2 separate regions of the Hordeum vulgare genome follow, and region 1 is linked to region 2. A link is a contact called in public HiChIP or PLAC-seq data. All regions are on one chromosome and are shown on one strand. The core of a region is the stretch at or near the end of the contact, and the rest is flanking DNA. Distances in the headings are between cores, read along the strand shown. Region 1 holds the start of LOC123425175 (transmembrane emp24 domain-containing protein p24delta9-like). Region 2 holds the start of LOC123425165 (serine/arginine-rich SC35-like splicing factor SCL33).

Region 1 (3,995 bases), core at 921-3,420, 280 kb before region 2:
AGAGAAGTGGTCTTGCAGTTGTAGACAATGGCAGATCTCTGGTAAACCATGCATCCATGCACTTTTCTTTATCACTGCTCTAAGAGGTGAAGCAAGTGGAATAGATCAGTATGTCCATAAATATTACTCAGTTGACATGTTCAGAGCTACTTATGCTGAGAACATACCAGCTTTATAAGGCAAGCAACAGTGGGACATTGTAGATCCTGGATTCAAACTGTGTGCTCCTATTCAAGCTAGACCTCCAGGCAGACCACGAAAACAAAGGATTAGAAGTAGCACTGAAGGAAAAGGCCTTGGTCCTAGAAAGTATAAGTGCAAAAGGTGTGGTAGATGTGGACACAAAGCTAAGGGTTGCAAACAATCTGTTGATCCAGCCTTTGGTGAAGATGAACACTGGGGAGCAGACAATGCAGATGATCATCCTACAACCAATGAACCAGCACAAGCAGAAATACAAGAGGAGGAGGAGGAGGAGGAGGAGGAGGAGGATGAGACAACACCTGATGTTCAGCAGCAGATGCCACCACCAAAGGAGCCCTCACATGATGCATCTACAGAAGCTAGTTGTGCAGTCAGGTACTAAATCTTGGCTTTCTTACATGTTTTCATCTTACAAAATCTTTCAAATTGTGATATGCTTCCACTTGTTTTAGCCCTAGGAAAAATTATAAAAGGGTAGCAGGAAGAGGACCTTCTCCCAGGTGTGTCAAGCAGAATATAGGTGTGGAGCAGGAGCTTGAAAGCAAAGGTTCCTCTCCAAAAAGAGCAGCAACAACTGTTGAAGCTCCAAACCCAGCAAAGAACACTATAAGCAAGGCAATGCAAGCTCCAAACTCAGCCAAGAACACCAGGAGCAAGAAACTTATGTTCTAGTGCTATTATCTTGTTATTGTGTGTTGGTACGATAAATTGCTGTATTTGGTACTATGTTATATTTGGCAATGCACTATGAAGTGTTGTATTTGGTACAATGTCAGTTTGTGGAATTTGGTACAATGTCAGTTTGTGGAATTTGGTAGAATAAAGTGTTGTACCAGGTTGCTCTATTTGGTACAATATGTGCTATAATTGCTCTCTCAGACACACTTTCTTCAACAAGCATGAGCAGAGAATAATGATCTTCAAATTCATACAATAGTGCATTACAAACAACATTCAGGTCATCTCTCTCTCACACACTCTCTTCAACAACTGCTGCAAACTACAACACTAAAAACACAACAACACACATTCCAACAAACAACAATGCCAGAACTAACATCATCTCATCTCTCTCTCTCAGTTTCTTCTTCAAAGCAAGATTTTTCTTTGACAGCTCCATATTTTGCTTCTGCATTTTGTGGCTTATGATCCAGCTTTGTTCTAGCTCTGCGTGCATGTCTTCAAAAGCAAGGGCAGCATGCAATGGAGGAGGAGGATCAACCCAAACCACCCAGTGACACTCATCTGGTAACTGCACATCACATTATCAAAACATTAGAGCATAAACACCATCCAAACACATGCTATAATTCACAAGATCTTACATCTAGAGGACACCCTAAAAAACGACGGCCTGTGTTAGCTCCTCCCCATGCAACACGCCGGGCAGGAACACAGTCATGACCAGGGCAGCGATGCTTTGATGAATGCTCCAATCCGCAATAACTTTCATCTCGAAGATAGAACTCAGAGACATGCTCCACAATCCCGACCCCATCAACCTGAATCAGAAATTCCCCAATTATCACAAACCCTATAACGCATTGGGGGGAGGAAGAAGCATTGCTGGAGTTTTACTTACCTCTGCGACCACCGGCGAGAAGATGGAAGAGCCCGAGCTCGCCATGCACCGCCGCTCCTTGCTCTACCGCCCCACGCGTTGCCTCCCACTCCTTTTTCCTCGCCGGCTTCCTCGTTCCGCTCTGCTCTGTTTCCTTGCGCTAGAACATTGAGGACGAAGGGGTATTAGGTATAGCACCGACAGGGGTAAAAATGACCAAAGTAACGCGTCGTTTGCGGTCAAACGGCGCTGACTCGACGGAGCCGTGTCGGAAGGGCAAAACCGCAAGAAGAAGGAGGTGAGCTGGGCAAGACCGCGTGTTTTCAAAAATTAAGGGCAAATCTGTCGAGGGGACACAACTAAGGGCATAAATACAAAAATCCCAACTTTTAGTCACTTGGACGTCACAAACCTCAACAAGCCTCTCCCCTCCTCCCCCATCCCATCCCAGTCAGCCAAACGCCCGTGACTTCGTCCGCGGACCTTGCCTCGCTCTTCGATTCCCGCTCCGATCTCCGGCCATGGCCGCGCGGCGCCCCGGATCCCCTGCCCCCAGATGCCTGCCCCCCTCCGCGCTCCTCCTCCTGGCTGCCGTCCTCTTCGCGTCCTCGCCGTCGGCGCGCGCCCTCCGGTTCGACCTCGAGTCCGGCCACACCAAGTGCATCTCCGACGAGATCAAGGTCGACTCCATGGCCGTCGGCAAGTACAGCGTCGTCGGCCCCGACCCCAGCTACCCCGACGCCCAGCTCCCCGATTCGCACCGCGTCTCCCTCAGGGTAAGTAATTAATCGATCGTCGTCGAGCGGCCCGCGATTGGGTTTGGGGGAAACCACGGCGATCCGGTGATTTCGCTGATTTGTGCGGTTGGGCTGACGCAGGTGACGTCGCCGTACGGGAACAGCATGCACTACTCCGAGAACGTGCAGTCGGGGCACTTCGCCTTCACGGCTGTTGAGGCCGGGGACTACCTGGCCTGCTTCTGGGCGCCTGACCACAAGCCACCCGTCACCGTCACCTTCGAGTTCGACTGGAAGAGCGGCGTCACGGCCAAGGACTGGTCCAACGTCGCCAAGAAGGGCAAGGTCGATGTGAGTGCTTCGATTCTGCCTTTGGGCTGCTAACCTCAGTTTGTGCTCAAATTTCAACTAACTTTGTTGTTTCATATGGCTGAATTGTCCTGTAGATAATATAGTTTTGGCTAGTGATTCATTCTATTGAATTTGCAACTTGCGCCTAGTAGCAGGGAATTATACTCTACCTGTCACCCACGTGGGTGCTTGCATATGAAATAAATTGAGAGTTTGCACGCGTTGTTGGGTTATTATGATGGGTTGTTCGGGTGTCATGTCATTGACAGAGTTGTTTGCGAGTTCGTCTGTTCGAGAGCAATTTAGTGAGTATGGCTCTAGGACTGGTAGATTTTGTAGATTTGATTGAGTTATTCAGTTCTAGGGTATGCTGGAATTTTAAGAGAACATGGTAGGCTTGCAGCGTCTGTTAATATCTCGTGTGGAAACCGTGATCCCTTGTAAATTTAGTCATTTATATACTTTTATTAAGTTGAGTTCCTTAGTTTGCTTGTTCACTTGGGTTGCCATGCGGTTTTCTGTAGTATGTATTATGGTTAAAAAAGGTGCGACTAAGCGAGCGCTTAAGTGCGCCTAGGCTCTAGGTGATAACAAAACGCCTAGCGCATAACTATGCTTAATCGGCACATAATTGCGCATAAGCATACACTTTGGTCAAAAAAGCACAAGGCGGTGGCAAAACGCACAATTAACGCCTAGCGCTTTTTTGAACTGTCATTCTGGTCATTCTGAGCGCACCTGAATCAGTTCCCTTCTGGCTTTTCTACTTTATGTTGAGGGGTCTGCCTGTGAGATGAGATTAGTCCCTTCTAGGCCTGAGTTGGCTGTAGTATGCATCCGGGTTGTTTTATATTTTGATTCAAGGAGTTTAAGAATATGAGACAGTTCTTGCAAGTCAATTCTTTCTTGCATATTAGTGTGTTTGGAGAAGATGCTGAGTAGTGCAGTGGTTACTCAAGTTAAGCTAACTCTTAGTCTAGTGGTAAATATGTTCTACTTTGTTCGCTTTGTTACTTGTACAACATTGACTTCTGTATGTTCTATTAGGCATTTTTCTTTACTTGTTTCCGTATGTTATTGTACTTGAATTGTGAATATCACTTGCACACAATGTAAGGTGTGATTTAGAGTCAGATTCTCAC
Region 2 (4,133 bases), core at 592-3,091:
CTTAGACAACGCTGTTAGTAATCTTTGTTGTCTTGAGTGCTGAAAAATCTTGCATTTTGTTAATTGTCTTGATCTTCTAACTTCAAGAGTCCTTGATCTTATACTGTCTATGTTTTTTGATTTTTTGTGTGAAAAATATAAGGAAAACAATTAGAATTTAATATATATTGTTAGGATAATTAATTATCTCATTCAAAACTACATGAGAAATCTGTTGGGAAGCTCATAAGTTTATTTCTAGGAAAATTCTCCCCCTGAATTTTGCAAATTTTGTAGTCATCTCATACCAATGCCATGAACATACTTTTGAAATGTTGCTCGTGGTAAAGACTTAGTGAACAAATCTACAATATTTTCATGAGATTTTATTTGCAAAATGTTAATTTTTTCATCTTTCTGTAATTGATGAGGAAAAAAATAGTTTTGGGGAGATAAGTCATGTGATATTACTTTTAATATATCCCATATGCATTTGGGCAACACATGCAACGTAGGTGATTCTAATTAACCGATTCCACATGACGTCTGAATATGGTTTATCATTCTACGAAGCCATACATATTCTCGTGAGGCTTCAAATAATGCAATTATTTCAAAATGATTAGTGGAGGTTGCTACCAAAGTCTGTTTTGTTGACTTCCATGAAATAGCAGTTTCACCATATAAAAATACAAACCCTCTTTGTGACCTCGCATTATGGGGATCACAAAGATATCCAGCGTCAGTATAACCAATGAGGCTCATGTCTTGATTTTTTCGATAGAATAAACCAAGATCTTTAGTACCTTGTAAATATCCGAAGATATTATTTACACCTGCCCTATGGCACTCGAAACATAGTGGACCTGCACTATGTTGAACCAGTAAATTTATCGCAAATGCAATATCTGATCTAGTACAATTTGCAAGATATATTAGTGCTCCTATGGCACTCAGATATGGGAACTAGGTCGCAATACCTCCTCGTTATCATCCCTAGGTCTAAAGGGATCCTTATTCATATCAAGTGATTGGACGACCATAGGTGTTTTGGACGGATAGGATCCTTATTAATTTCAAATTTCTTTCTGCTATATTCATTACAATGCTTCGATGTTGCAGTTATTACGACTTTTTTATGGACTTGGTCAAACATATGACGTTAAATTTCTTTCTCCTATATGAAAATATTTCAATATGACTTAGAGTAAAGCTAGAACTTTGAAATGGAGGGAGTGCTTTCAAGTCAAAAAAAATGATAAAACAATCTAGATCTAGATATTTCAATGCATACATATTTTTATGTGCTTGCAAATTTCATTGACAAGAATCCAACTACGTGTCAATGTAAAAAATTATAAGGTTAATGTATACCCTTTCATTAAAAAAAGGGGCATCCAACGGTTCTGATTTTTTAATTAAGGTTAATGTATACTTTTGTCAATAAAATGTTTGTGGAGGAAAGCACCAACTTTATATCCCTTCGAACACTGATTTTTTCCGTTGTCAAGGAGAAAATTTACAAGTCATACGAGACTCAACATTATATGTATTTTTTTACACTCTTGAATTCTCTACGTTTTCAATATCTGTTTTTTTGATTTCATCGTTTTATTTTGTTTTGTTTGGCCTTAATTTTCAACAGTTTCTCGAAGAAAAATACTTAAAAATTATGAAAGTTCAAAACGTAAACGGCCACAAACTGAAATAACAACAAATGGAGAGGGAGAAGCCCATCCACCTATGATCCAAAACGGTCCCGGCCCACTGCATCCACCACCGTCCAACCGCACAGGCCAGGACGGGTGTCCCGATCCAACGCCTGCGCGACATCGGCTCACTCGATAAAGGCAGCCCCACTCCCCGTCGCGTCGGGAAGCTTCCGGACTACGCTCGAACCTTGATCTCCTCCTCTCCCTGCTCCTCCCCTCGGGCGCCGCCCCTCCGATCGATCCATCCTGTCCGCGGTAAAGCTTCGCTCGATTTGCTCGGTATAGATTGGTTGCCTGTGATCATCCGTCTGCTAGTTTCCCCTAATCACTGCGATGTGTTTCTGATTCCGGATTTCTTATGATACCCTAGGAAAGGAAATTTACGCAGTTTATATTCCAAAATTATCGCCGGTCCTGGTTGACGATTCCGCTCATGATACGATCCTAGTGCAAGATGTAAGCTGATGATCGGTGGCGGTTGTAATCGCGTATCAGATCTGTTGGGTCGTTAGGCTATCTGGGTAGGTCTGAAGCAAATTCTTGGTGCGGCAGCGTGATATCGTTTAGTTGTTGCTCTGATTTTTTTCGGTGCCAGTGTTCATGTTCGTTCATGCTTATAATAACCGTGGAGGTAGCCGCTATTTCATTGTCACCCGTTCGTCATTCCCTTGTGTTGATTAGAGAAAGTCTTCTTGATCTCTGCTTTTAAGAGATACTTACAAATTTCTGTTCGACATTTGACCCTGCGGACCTGATAGTTTTAGATGATATGGGTTGTGCTGGCTAATCGTTTTCTGGATAAATGTCGCTGATTAAGTGCAACTTTAGTAAATCAGTGTCATTTATTTTGGGACGGAGGGAGTACGAGTTATTCTTAGGAAGGGAATTATGTAAACGTACAAGCTTGTGTGTTAGTGTCATCTTTAGTAACTAATGTTTGCATAAATGTAACAATATATTATGATCGAATTTTTAATGAGAAAAAATGTGATGCTGAAGTGATGATATATTGTACACTGGACAAAATAATTCTGTTTTGAGAAGGTATCATCACAATCTTCTCCCTGTTTGAACATAGATTGTCCCTCGAAGTTGGTACTTGATGGTTAGATTATCACTTGCTTAATCTTCATTGTGCATACGTTGTTGATTTATGAAGTATGGACAAGTAGGCTAGTATGGTCATTTTGTGGTGCATGGAATTGTTTTAGTAATAATGCTTTATGGTTTTATTCTAGACCATGAGAAGAGGCTACAGCTACAGTCCATCGCCGCCACCAAGAGGCTACAGGGGAAGGGCTCGTAGCCCTAGTCCCCGTGATCGTTATGATGGCCGGGGTAGAGATCTCCCAACCAGTCTTTTGGTCAGGAACCTTCGTCGTGACTGCAGGTAAGGTTTTCACAGAACCTCCTCCCAGGCTAGTACAAGCATCTATTTTTTTTATTTGTGCAATTTCTTACCTAAACTCATCTTGGTTGAACCTATGGTAAATGCATATCTGACATTCTATCCTCATTTTATTTTGATGAAGAAATGTGTGTTTATCTTCAACTAGGATAGTTTTCTAAGTCTAATAATATAGACATTTAGTTTACTTTATTGCTTGGTGGTAATAAATAAGCCCATCTTCGGTTGTTGCCCCGTGCCTTTCCATGTGGCAGATTCAGCACTAATGAGGCATCAATTTCAAAATGCATCTAGGAATAGGCAATTCGTCATATGTGTTAGCTAAACTTCCTCCTAGGCCAATACTAGCATGCTGTGTATATAGTAATATTTGTGGAATTTCTTACCTAAACTCACCTAGGTGCAACACATTCAGAAAATATTGTAAATGCATCTTTGGCGTTCTATCCTTATTCTATTTTGAAGCATGGGTGTATTCATGTTCAACTAAGGTAGTTTTTAAGTCTACACATTTAGTTTTGAATATAGCTTGGTGATATCCATATTAATTGTCGCAACTTTAGTACACTGCGACAATTAATATGGATCGGAGGGAGTAATAAAATAAACCCATCTTTAGTTGTTACCCCATGCCTTTCCATGTGGGGTCAGCACTAACCAATAGGAATCAACTTCAGAATGCATCCTTGAATAGGCAATTAGTCATATGTGTTACCTCTTGCAATCTGCTGCTTAACTGGCTTTTGTCCGTGCGCTTCTCTCCTTCCTTCCTATCTTGGCTGTTTCGTAGGTTATCAGTTTCTTATTCTTTCTATGTAAGTGATGTGGTTTCTTCTTTCCCCCTAGCCCTTTTTAACTCATCATCAATTATGAACGCAGGCCAGATGACCTTCGCCGGCCATTTGCACAGTTTGGTCGTCTTAAAGATGTATATATTCCAAGGGATTACTATACTCAGTAAGGCACTCTATTTAGACTGTTGTTCATCGTCCATTATAACTGCAGATATTAGCAATTTTATTGGAGTAACATAC

What was found. HiChIP or PLAC-seq counts read pairs in DNA pulled down with a chosen protein or histone mark.
Region 1: a contact with region 2 is called in an H3K4me3 HiChIP or PLAC-seq map of embryo, with 5 times the contacts expected there. The contact joins the promoter of LOC123425175 here to the promoter of LOC123425165 in region 2. A contact is called at or near these places in 2 of 6 Hi-C or Micro-C datasets (leaf and seedling) and 1 of 1 datasets of contacts at active chromatin or transcription factors (embryo).

The regions. Positions count from the first base shown.
Region 1 is chr2H:80,234,555-80,238,549 of MorexV3_pseudomolecules_assembly, reverse strand. LOC123425175 (transmembrane emp24 domain-containing protein p24delta9-like) reads left to right here and starts at 2,170. Exons shown (of 4, transcript XM_045108854.1): 1 at 2,170-2,541; 2 at 2,644-2,853. The coding sequence starts at 2,287.
Region 2 is chr2H:79,957,260-79,961,392 of MorexV3_pseudomolecules_assembly, reverse strand. It overlaps LOC123425165 (serine/arginine-rich SC35-like splicing factor SCL33), which reads left to right and starts at 1,841. Exons shown (of 6, transcript XM_045108846.1): 1 at 1,841-1,946; 2 at 2,930-3,081; 3 at 3,979-4,056. The coding sequence starts at 2,933.